Regions from separate parts of the Muntiacus reevesi genome. Here region 1 is linked to region 2. The links are chromatin contacts, called in public Hi-C maps. All regions are on one chromosome and are shown on one strand. The core of a region is the stretch at or near the end of the contact, and the rest is flanking DNA. Distances in the headings are between cores, read along the strand shown. Region 1 holds the start of BRAF (B-Raf proto-oncogene, serine/threonine kinase). Region 2 holds the start of NDUFB2 (NADH:ubiquinone oxidoreductase subunit B2).

What was found. A called contact is a pair of places that touch in the nucleus more often than the background predicts.
Region 1: a contact with region 2 is called in a Hi-C map of blood, with 4 times the contacts expected there. The contact joins the promoter of BRAF here to the promoter of NDUFB2 in region 2. A contact is called at or near these places in 2 of 3 Hi-C or Micro-C datasets (blood and muscle).

What each region holds. Positions count from the first base shown.
Region 1 is chr6:98,748,374-98,753,117 of mMunRee1.1, reverse strand. BRAF (B-Raf proto-oncogene, serine/threonine kinase) reads left to right here and starts at 2,958. Exons shown (of 18, transcript XM_065939222.1): 1 at 2,958-3,184. The coding sequence starts at 3,053.
Region 2 is chr6:98,579,783-98,584,133 of mMunRee1.1, reverse strand. NDUFB2 (NADH:ubiquinone oxidoreductase subunit B2) reads right to left here and starts at 2,949. Exons shown (of 3, transcript XM_065939224.1): 1 at 2,789-2,949. The coding sequence starts at 2,895.

The DNA.
Region 1 (4,744 bases), core at 1,709-4,208, 170 kb before region 2:
AGCACTGAGATTTAGGGGGAAATGTCCAAGACGAGAGAGGCTGTGTCAAAAGGCCAAGGACCTGCATTTATTTTTGCAAACAGTGGAGGCCTCCAAATCTAAAGAAAGAAGGTAAAGTCTTCAAAAAAAAAAAAAAAAAAGGTAAAGGCTTCTTCATGACCATACTGAGATATGTCTCGGTAATTCTCTGTAATTAAAGGGGGAGAGTGTTAAGTGTAGAATCCCCTCTGGAGAAGGTGAGGGTAGGTAGCCATTTCTACAGAGTAGCTAGTTAGCTAGTTCATTATTCTAAACATGACCTGTCTGAAATGAAATACATCTGTAAATTCTTTGGCGTGTCTTTCGTTGAATTTGGGAAGGATTTCGTGACTTACCCGTACCCAATAAAATGTAGCAGAAGTGATGCTGTGTGACTTTGGAAGCTAGGTCATAAAACGCAATACAGCTTCCACCTTGCTTACAGGAACCGAGGGTATAGAGCCTTCAGCCACCTTGTTAGAAGTCTCACTACCCTGAGGCAGCCATGCTAGGAGGAAGCTCAGGCCACCTGAAGAGAGGAATTCTGGCTGACTGCCCTAGTTATGGTCCCAGCTTCAACCATCAGAGATAGGAGGAAATCAGCTTCCTGATGATTCCAGTTCCTCACCACTGAGACACCTCCAGGCAGTCAATCTTCCCAGTCGAGGTCACAAACATCATGGGGCAGAAATAAGCCACGTCTGCTATGCCTTGCCTGAATTCTGACCGAGAGGGTGACTATATTTTATAAAGGGCAAACCTATTAGGTTTGATCCTCACAATGATACAGATAGACAGGACTGGCATTATCATTACCCTCATTGTAGAGACTAAAAGAACAGCAAATAGGGATTTGCGTTTATTAGCCTTGAGATTATATAGCCAAGATGTGGCAAGCTGACACTAAAATACTAATCTTTGGATTCCAAAGTTTATGCTTTCCCCTATATTTTCCCATCTGGATTATGTGGGTCTTTAGAACGGCTTAGGGAAATCAAAGAAGATATATCCAGAATTTGATGATGAAGTCAGAAAATACTAAATAAACGAAAGCTAACAAGAATAAATATTAAATGGACGAGATACCCCATTCTGTGGAGAAAAAATAGGAGATGATCTACAGTGTGGCAGATAAAGAAGGTTATACTTTAAAAAGCAACCAATGGAAAAAAATCCTGGAGTTTTAATGCTATGGAGAAGTGAGATAATGATGTAATATTTCTAGGGGTTGATTTTTTAAAAAATGAAATAGGACAGGACTATTAGAGAATAAAAACTCTGCCAATTGTATTTCTGATGGTATCGACGGGGAAAGGTGCTATGATTGGCTGCTGGTTCCATGTTCCTCTGCTTAGAATTCCTTATAGTAAAGTAGGGCATTTTAGACTTGTATAGCTCAATGACATTATCCTTTAACCATCATCCTCTACCATCATCCTCATTTACACTACTTTGTCGAGCCATCTTTTGATTTAAATTTAGTGTCTCAAAGAGACTTCTCTACTTAGAAGAAAAGTACAGAGAATACTATGCTCATTCAATAGGTGGTATTCTAATTTTTTCCTATTGTACCCTATTTTTCAATGTAGGGGAATATTAGCATTCTGATTAAACAAGAAGCCTCACACAGAAGTCCTTACCTTGGGAGTAATGATCAGCTCTGGGCTCATATTGACTCTATCGATACACACAGACATCCTGCATCAGATGTCAATAGGACAGTCTTCTATCTCTTGAACCATGGTGAATACAAGAAGGTCACTGGTGACTTCCCCCATGGGTAGTCACTTAGAGCATACCATGACTTGATGCTTAGGTTATTTTGTGATTACCTGTACCCCATCAGGAGTTCACAGTAATTCTCACTGCTTCTCACTCTGATTTTTCCCTTTCTTTTTTCCCCTGGCATATTTCCCCTTCTTCTCACATAAATGTATTTTTTAATAATAAGCCAGATTTAACGAATTCCAATCTATAATTAGACCTCTCAAAGGTAATTTACCTCTCCTCTCGTTTTCACGCATATTTTGCATAGAGAATGCCTTGGGTTATTCTGTTTATGAACTGTACAAAAGTATTTAAAATATTTTGAATGATTTTCTTGAAAATTAAATGATTCAAGTTTGGAAGCTTCAGATATCCAGAATGCTCCATGCCTTGTGCAGGCCCTAGTGCATGGAAAGTGATCCACTTCCATTTGTTAAATGAACGAATCTGGAAAACGAAAAACAGACTAAAACATTTCATTCCTGAACGATGGTAAGAAAAAAAAAAAAAAGCTTTTACACTTCCATTTAGACCCGCTTTGACAGGCCAAATCCTTTAATGAAAAGGATCCAAGCATCATTCTGGTAACCTGGCTTTTCCTAAATATATTCCTATCAAATTCTGCTTGGCTGTAGCAACCTCGGGGTTTCGAGTCTTATTTTTATGGCTCGGAGACGTTTGTTGTAATGATAATAGAAATAACACAGTAGTATGGGCTTTCCGCCTTCCTCCCTCTAGGATTTCAACTTCTTCTCCAATCTCCTCTTCGAGTAAATCCGACAACACAGAATAGGTTTAGGACTAAGGAGAAGAGAATTAATCGGAGCCATGGAAACGGCCGAGCGGAGGAAACGTGGGAGAGGAGGGTGGGCAGGAGGGGTAGGCACCCTCCCCTGACGACGGCGCAAGGGCGCTCCGAGGATCACGTCACGCACCTCAGGTGACGTCACGACCGTGACACGCGGGTGACGCCGTTGCCGCGGCGACTTCCAGTCGTCTCCGCCCCCTGCCCCCGCCCCCCCCCGCCCCCCCCCCCCCCCCCTGCTTAGCGTCCTTCCCCCAATCCCCTCAGGCTCAGCTGCGCCGGGGGCCGCAGGCCGGTTCCCGAGGTGGCCCAGGCGCCCTCCCATCGCCGACACCGCCCGGGCCGCCCGGGCCGTCCCTCCCTGCCGCCCCCCGTCCTCCGCCTCCGCCTCCCCCCGCCCTCCGCCTCCCTTCCCCCTCCCCGCCCAGCAGCGGTCGCTTGGGCCCGGCTCTCGGTTATAAGATGGCGGCGCTGAGCGGCGGCGGCGGCGGCGGCGGCGGCGCGGAGCAGGGCCAGGCTCTGTTCAACGGGGACATGGAGCCCGAGGCCGGCGCCGCGGCCTCTTCGACTGCGGACCCCGCCATTCCTGAGGAGGTGAGTGCCGGCGCACCCTGCACCCCTCGGTCTCGGGGCTCGGCTGACTTATGTTTATTTTGGGGGAAAGAGGTGGCGGTGGGGGCTCCGGTTGCCCTCAGCCACCTTCTCCTCGGGGCTCTGCGGGCTGAGAGACTGGCTTTCCCCACCTGTCCCTCCCCGCCAGGCGGGAGCTCGCTACGTAAACACACACAATGGCCCAGGGGGGGGTTTCCCTGGTCCGCGCTCTGGGCTTGTGGGATTCGGGCAGCCGTGGTGGAGCAGGAGGCTATCTATAGGGGGCGAGACTCGGGGTTGGTCCGAGAAGGTCACGGCTGGCTGAAGGTAGCCAGCCTCGCATCTCCTGGATGTTTTCTTTATTTTTGGTGGTGGTGGTGGTGGGAGAGCTGGGGCCGGCATCCTGGTGAAATACGTGGGTTAGTAGCCGGGGCCGGGACCCCAGCCCGAGTTAACGTTGTGTGTAATTATTACATGTTCACGGTGAAGATTGGGCGCATCATTCTGTAACTCTCCCCGACTCTGCCCCTTTTCAGGCCGCTGCGCTCCCTCCGCTTCTCTACTTGTTAGGGCGGAGGGGAGGATTTCTCGTCACCTGTTTTAACCAGCTAATGGTTTTGATCTAGCCTCTACTTTTTCAATCCTAAGTGCCAGTGTTTCCGTTCTTTCTTCCATCCCGACCTCGGACCCCCGGTTCCTCATGTTTGTCAGTGTCGCCAGCTGGTAATCCCCATCCCAATTCCACCTGCCTCCTTTGCCAGTGGTCGGACCTGCCTGCTGCTAACCTCAGTTTCTACTTAAGACGATTTTTTGCACCCCTCTCGTCTTAGTCTTGTTGAGGCCCTATACTTCATTCCCCTGCTCCGTAACATGTTACGGTCACAAATCCTTCTGGACACTTGGGAACTACTTACTTTCTGAATCCTGATGCTGTCAAGATTCCGTCAGATTTCACTTGCTTTCCTGGCACCTTTTAGTCCGTCATCCATTGTGCATCCATACCTCTTTGTTTATTCCTACCTGTGGTTTTTAAATAGGTGTGATTGATTTCTTCCTGTCCCATTTTTTTCTTTTACTTTTTCTTCTTTAGTCCTTCCATCTCAGCCACTGTTTATTTTAGTCTCTTATTACCTTGTCAGATTACTTTCTTTACATTTTGGTTTTTATTATGTAAAATGTTTTGTATTACATAAAATAATACACTTTATTATGCTTTCCAAATAATGAGATAATGTATGGTATGATAGCTGTGCTTTATAATTATTGATTAGATAATATGATTTAACGCCATTGACTTTGCTCAAAGTTCTTTCCTTCGTACTACAGCACTTACATTTTATTTCTCAATTCTCATAATGTCTCATTCTGTCTTCTGTCTATGCAGTTCTCTTTTTCCTGCTTCATCATCTTTACTTTGAGATTCATCCCATGTGCTCGCTCTATTCAGTATCAGTTTGTTCACAATACTATTTGTTTTTCGTTCTCTTACACCACTTGCATCTGTGCCCAAGATTCGTTCTGTACTATCATTTGATTTCATCTTAAATTCTCATTTGTATATAT
Region 2 (4,351 bases), core at 1,700-4,199:
CTTATCACCTGTCAGACACTACACCAAGTACTTTATATATTATAATTTAATTTTCAAAACAACCTGATGAAATAGATCTATGGTTATCAATGTTTACAAATGAGGTCACTGGAGTATTACTGTTTGGTGGCAAAGCGCAAGCTCTTAAATACTGCCCACAAACAACATTAATTCCATATCTATGTATATATCTATCAACATTTTTATTTGAAAGATTCTATATAAAATATTAATAGTAATTAGCTATGGATGGTATAAGAAATGGGTTTTATTCTTTCTGCATGCATGTGTGTATTCATGTAAGTATGTATCCTTTTTTACAGTGACCATATATTACTTTTTTTTTTTTCAAACATTTATTAAAGCCAACTTCTAAACTTTAGTCAGGTTTTAGGTACTCTTTTACTAATGTATAGTACTAATTTTTTGCTGAGAATATGATATTACATTTGTATGGAACTTTACAGATTACAAAGCGCTTCCATGTGCATTTATTGTTCAAGCCACCAATAACCCTCTGCACGACATGTTACTTTTAAAAGCTTCTGTCATGCATCACTACTTTACACCCTGAATTTATCACACTGTTTCTGTATGTCAATTTTATTTAAAAGTACCTGTGCAGGAGCTATCTGTGCATACAGATACTACATTATGTAAACAAACCATGGGGGTGGGAATTCAATATGTTAACAACAGGCTTCCTCTTTGATAGGTTTTAGATACAATCTAGTAGTAAGTGTCCATCAGTTAAACTCATTTAAAATAAGTTTTGAAAATTATAGTTTAAACCCCTTCCCAGGAACTCTCCATATTTCATTATTGTGAGTCACATCTTGTTTTAACTATGAAATAAGTGGGTCATTGACTGCAAGGTATAAATCTTTTTGAACGAAGATTTGAAACACTGCAATTAGAGAAAGGATGGATAACATAATGATTGCCATGATTAAAAAATATAAAGAGTCCACAAACATCTAATTTTATGCTCCGAGAGGTTGTTAACTGCACTAAGGCAAACTAGATAGGCCTGAACATCCTCCAAATAGAAACTACGACAGCAGATTAATTTTTTTTTAAACTTTTAATAAATCATTAAAATCGTGGTATGGAAGTACCAAGACCACAGCAGAGAGGAACACCCCCTCGTCTTCCCATGCAGGCTCAAAGGCTGTTGGTGGCTCTCAATCTCTGTTCTTCTCAGGTCACACATGCCTTTTCCTTTTCTCCATCCTACGTCTGTCCCAGTTCCATATTCATAACAGACATGTGGCTTTAAGCAAGTCACTCTTTTCATTTAGCTGGGTCTCAGTTCCCTAATAACAACAGCTATTTATACAATATTTGTCTGGTCTTTACAGGGCACCAGCAACTCTGGTAAAAACACTTCGGAGATTTGTTATTCATTTACTTCCCTGGAAGTCAACATTATTATCCCAATTAAACTGGTGAGAAAACTAAGTTCTTAAGAGATCATGAAACTTTTCCAAGATGATACAGCAAGAGTGTGGCAGAGGTGAGATCTGAACAGTCTGAGGGCAGAATCCTGCTTTTAAACCACTATCTGCAGTGCCTCTTGATAAAGTGTGGACCGTGGTCGGAGAGGCCTGGAACATAACCTGAAAAAATCGAGGGTACTGTTTTCAGTCCTGCTCTTACTGGATCTCTCTGCACTTCCAGCTTGCTTTTGGTAGACCTGCCCTCCCTTGGCATCAGCACTGGACTCTCCAGTGGGTTTCTCCCACTACATCATGGGTGACTCTGCTTTTGCTCACTCTCTTAAATTCTGGTATTGCAAAGGTAAACTCTAAAGGATACTATGGGCTTTGGGTGACAATAATCTGTCAACGTACCCTCAGGTGGGGGATGCTGATAATGGAGCAAGCTATGCATGTGTGGCTTGGGGGGTTTATGGCAAATCTCTGTACCTTCCTCTCAATTTTTTTTCTGGAAACAGAAAACTGTTCTACGAAATATTTTTAAAAAGAAAACTTCCGACATTGCCCAAGCATCCACTTTTGGCTCTCTTCCCACCCTTCCCCACTCCATTCTCTTGCCTTGGAGCACTAATTCTCCACTCTGCAACCACAGTAATTTTTTAGAATTAAAATGTGGCCCCGTGGCATCTGATTAAAACGACCGATCAGCGCCTCTGTTGGAAATCAGGCAGGCCTGTGTGTCTTAGTCGGTCAGTCGTGTCCGACTCTTTGTGACCCCCACGGACCGTAGCCCGCCAGGCTCCTCTGTCCAGAGGATTCTCCAGGCAAGATATACTAGAGTGGGTTGCCATTCCCTTCTCCGGGGGAATCTTCTTGATTCAGGGATCGAACTCGGGTCTCCCTCATTGCGGGCAGATCCTTTACTGTCTGAGCCACCAGGGAAACTAGGGCACAACCACGCATAAGGAGCCTCTACCATTCTTTCCCTGCGACCCGAGGTCTCCGGCCTCACCTTGCCTCGAGCTTGAAGCTTCAAACTACCCTGTACAGGTGATTTCCTCAGCTCCTGTCCTTGCTTCCAGATTAACTCCAACTGTCTCCAACTGTTCAACTGGTCAGCTTCCGGGGGCAGCCTCCCTCTGGGGCCGGGACCGTCAGATACACACCTCTATCGGCTCCCCCGGCCCCGGCATCGCGCCGTCAGACTACAAGTCCCAGCATGCCTCAGGGGTGGAGGCCGCCGCAGACCCAGCATAAGCCCCTGAGGCTCGGCGTCAAGGTGAGGGCGTCCCGAAGGCTAGTGCCTTCCTCTAGAAGCGGGCGAAGCCCCAACCCCAGGCAATACTCACCGACGGACGCCACCGGCTCCAGCCGCCCGCGCGCAGCGGCCTCTGAAGAGGTGGCCTCCAACGTGAGCGAAAGGCGACAGTCGCTTCAGAGCCGACATGCCAGCCATCGTAGATCGGCCGTTGCCCAGGCCGCACCGCCGCCGCACGTCACTTCCGCTGGCACCCGGCCGGTGACGTCACAGCGCCGGCCCGCCCCTCTCCCTATGACATAGGGAGGGGCGGGGAAGCGGTAGTTACCGCCCCGAAGGAGCGTTCCAGTCCCTTCCCTGAGGTGAGAGCGTCCGGGGCCGCCTCCTGAGCGCGCGGTTCGCTCTGAGCCACCAGACTGGGCTTCGCTTTGTGGGCCTGGTGGCGCCCTGACGAAAGGTCAGGGGTGTAGACGGCCCTGGCGGAGCCCACGGATGGGCGCTCCGCTCCTCGAGCCCCTGGTTGTTACGCGGACATTGAGAAACAACGCTGACACTGAGGAACAACGCTGACACAGCTCGCTCTTTGCTACGGGTGCTGATCTAGGCGCTGTTACCCCACCCGGACCCGGCCCTCTGCCTGCTCCCCCGAATTAAGTACCCTTCCAGACCCTCCTAGGCTGCCAAATCCATTCTGAACATGTCTGTCCTTTCCAAAGCTAGTCCATTGTATTCCTCCCCTGCAAAGGCTCCACGGTTTCTTTAAAGCTTTCATCGTTATACGGTTGTTGTGCAAACCTGAGCTTGATAACCAACCCGCAGCGCGTGGTTCTCAAATGTCAGCACCTAGACGGTAGGTATCGGAATCCCCTGAGGAGTCCGACCCCAGCTATTATGTCTGGAGTAGGGCCAAGGAATCTGAATTTTAGCAGGCCCCCAACATATGCGGTGCTCCCCATCCCTGGATCCTGAGCCAGCCCTGGATTCTTGGCGTTTGTCTCTTAATATTAAGTCCTGGATGAACTCCAAACTTCCCAAACTTTGGGTAGCTGAAGAACCCCTTTCTCCAGTCTTGAGAACCCCGGCTCCCAAATTCCTAGTGTCCCCACTTATGGGTTACAGTTTTCCTAAGAATTCTCAATTTTTATAAACTTAACCTGCCAGCCTCACACCTTGGAGATTTCGACTTGAAATGGATCACCTGCCAAGCACTGAAGACTTCACACTGAGTGATAAGCATGAAAAATTGGAAATTTATGGAGAGACACATAGAACTGAATTTAGGGATTTGAGTGTATTGAATATAACTGACACTCCTCCTGTGGCAAGATATGGGCCTCCATGTGCCCAGTAGCTAGGAACCTCTCTCCCGGGAGAAAGGCTTCCTCTGGGAGACAGTGAAGGACAGGGAAGCCTGTAGTGCTGCAGTCCAAGGGATCGCAAAGAGTTGGACACGACTTAGCAAACAAACGACATACCTTTCTGCAGAACTTACTGATTGACCCTCTGGCCCTGTAGAACTCATGCCCCTCCCCACATCCACCTGCTATCCCTCCCCACCCCTACCTTCTCCTTCCTCCTAACTTCTAGGTATATAAACTGTAGGAAAGAATGTACTGTATTCTGGGTACAAGTTGACTTTCCAGCTGATATGCAA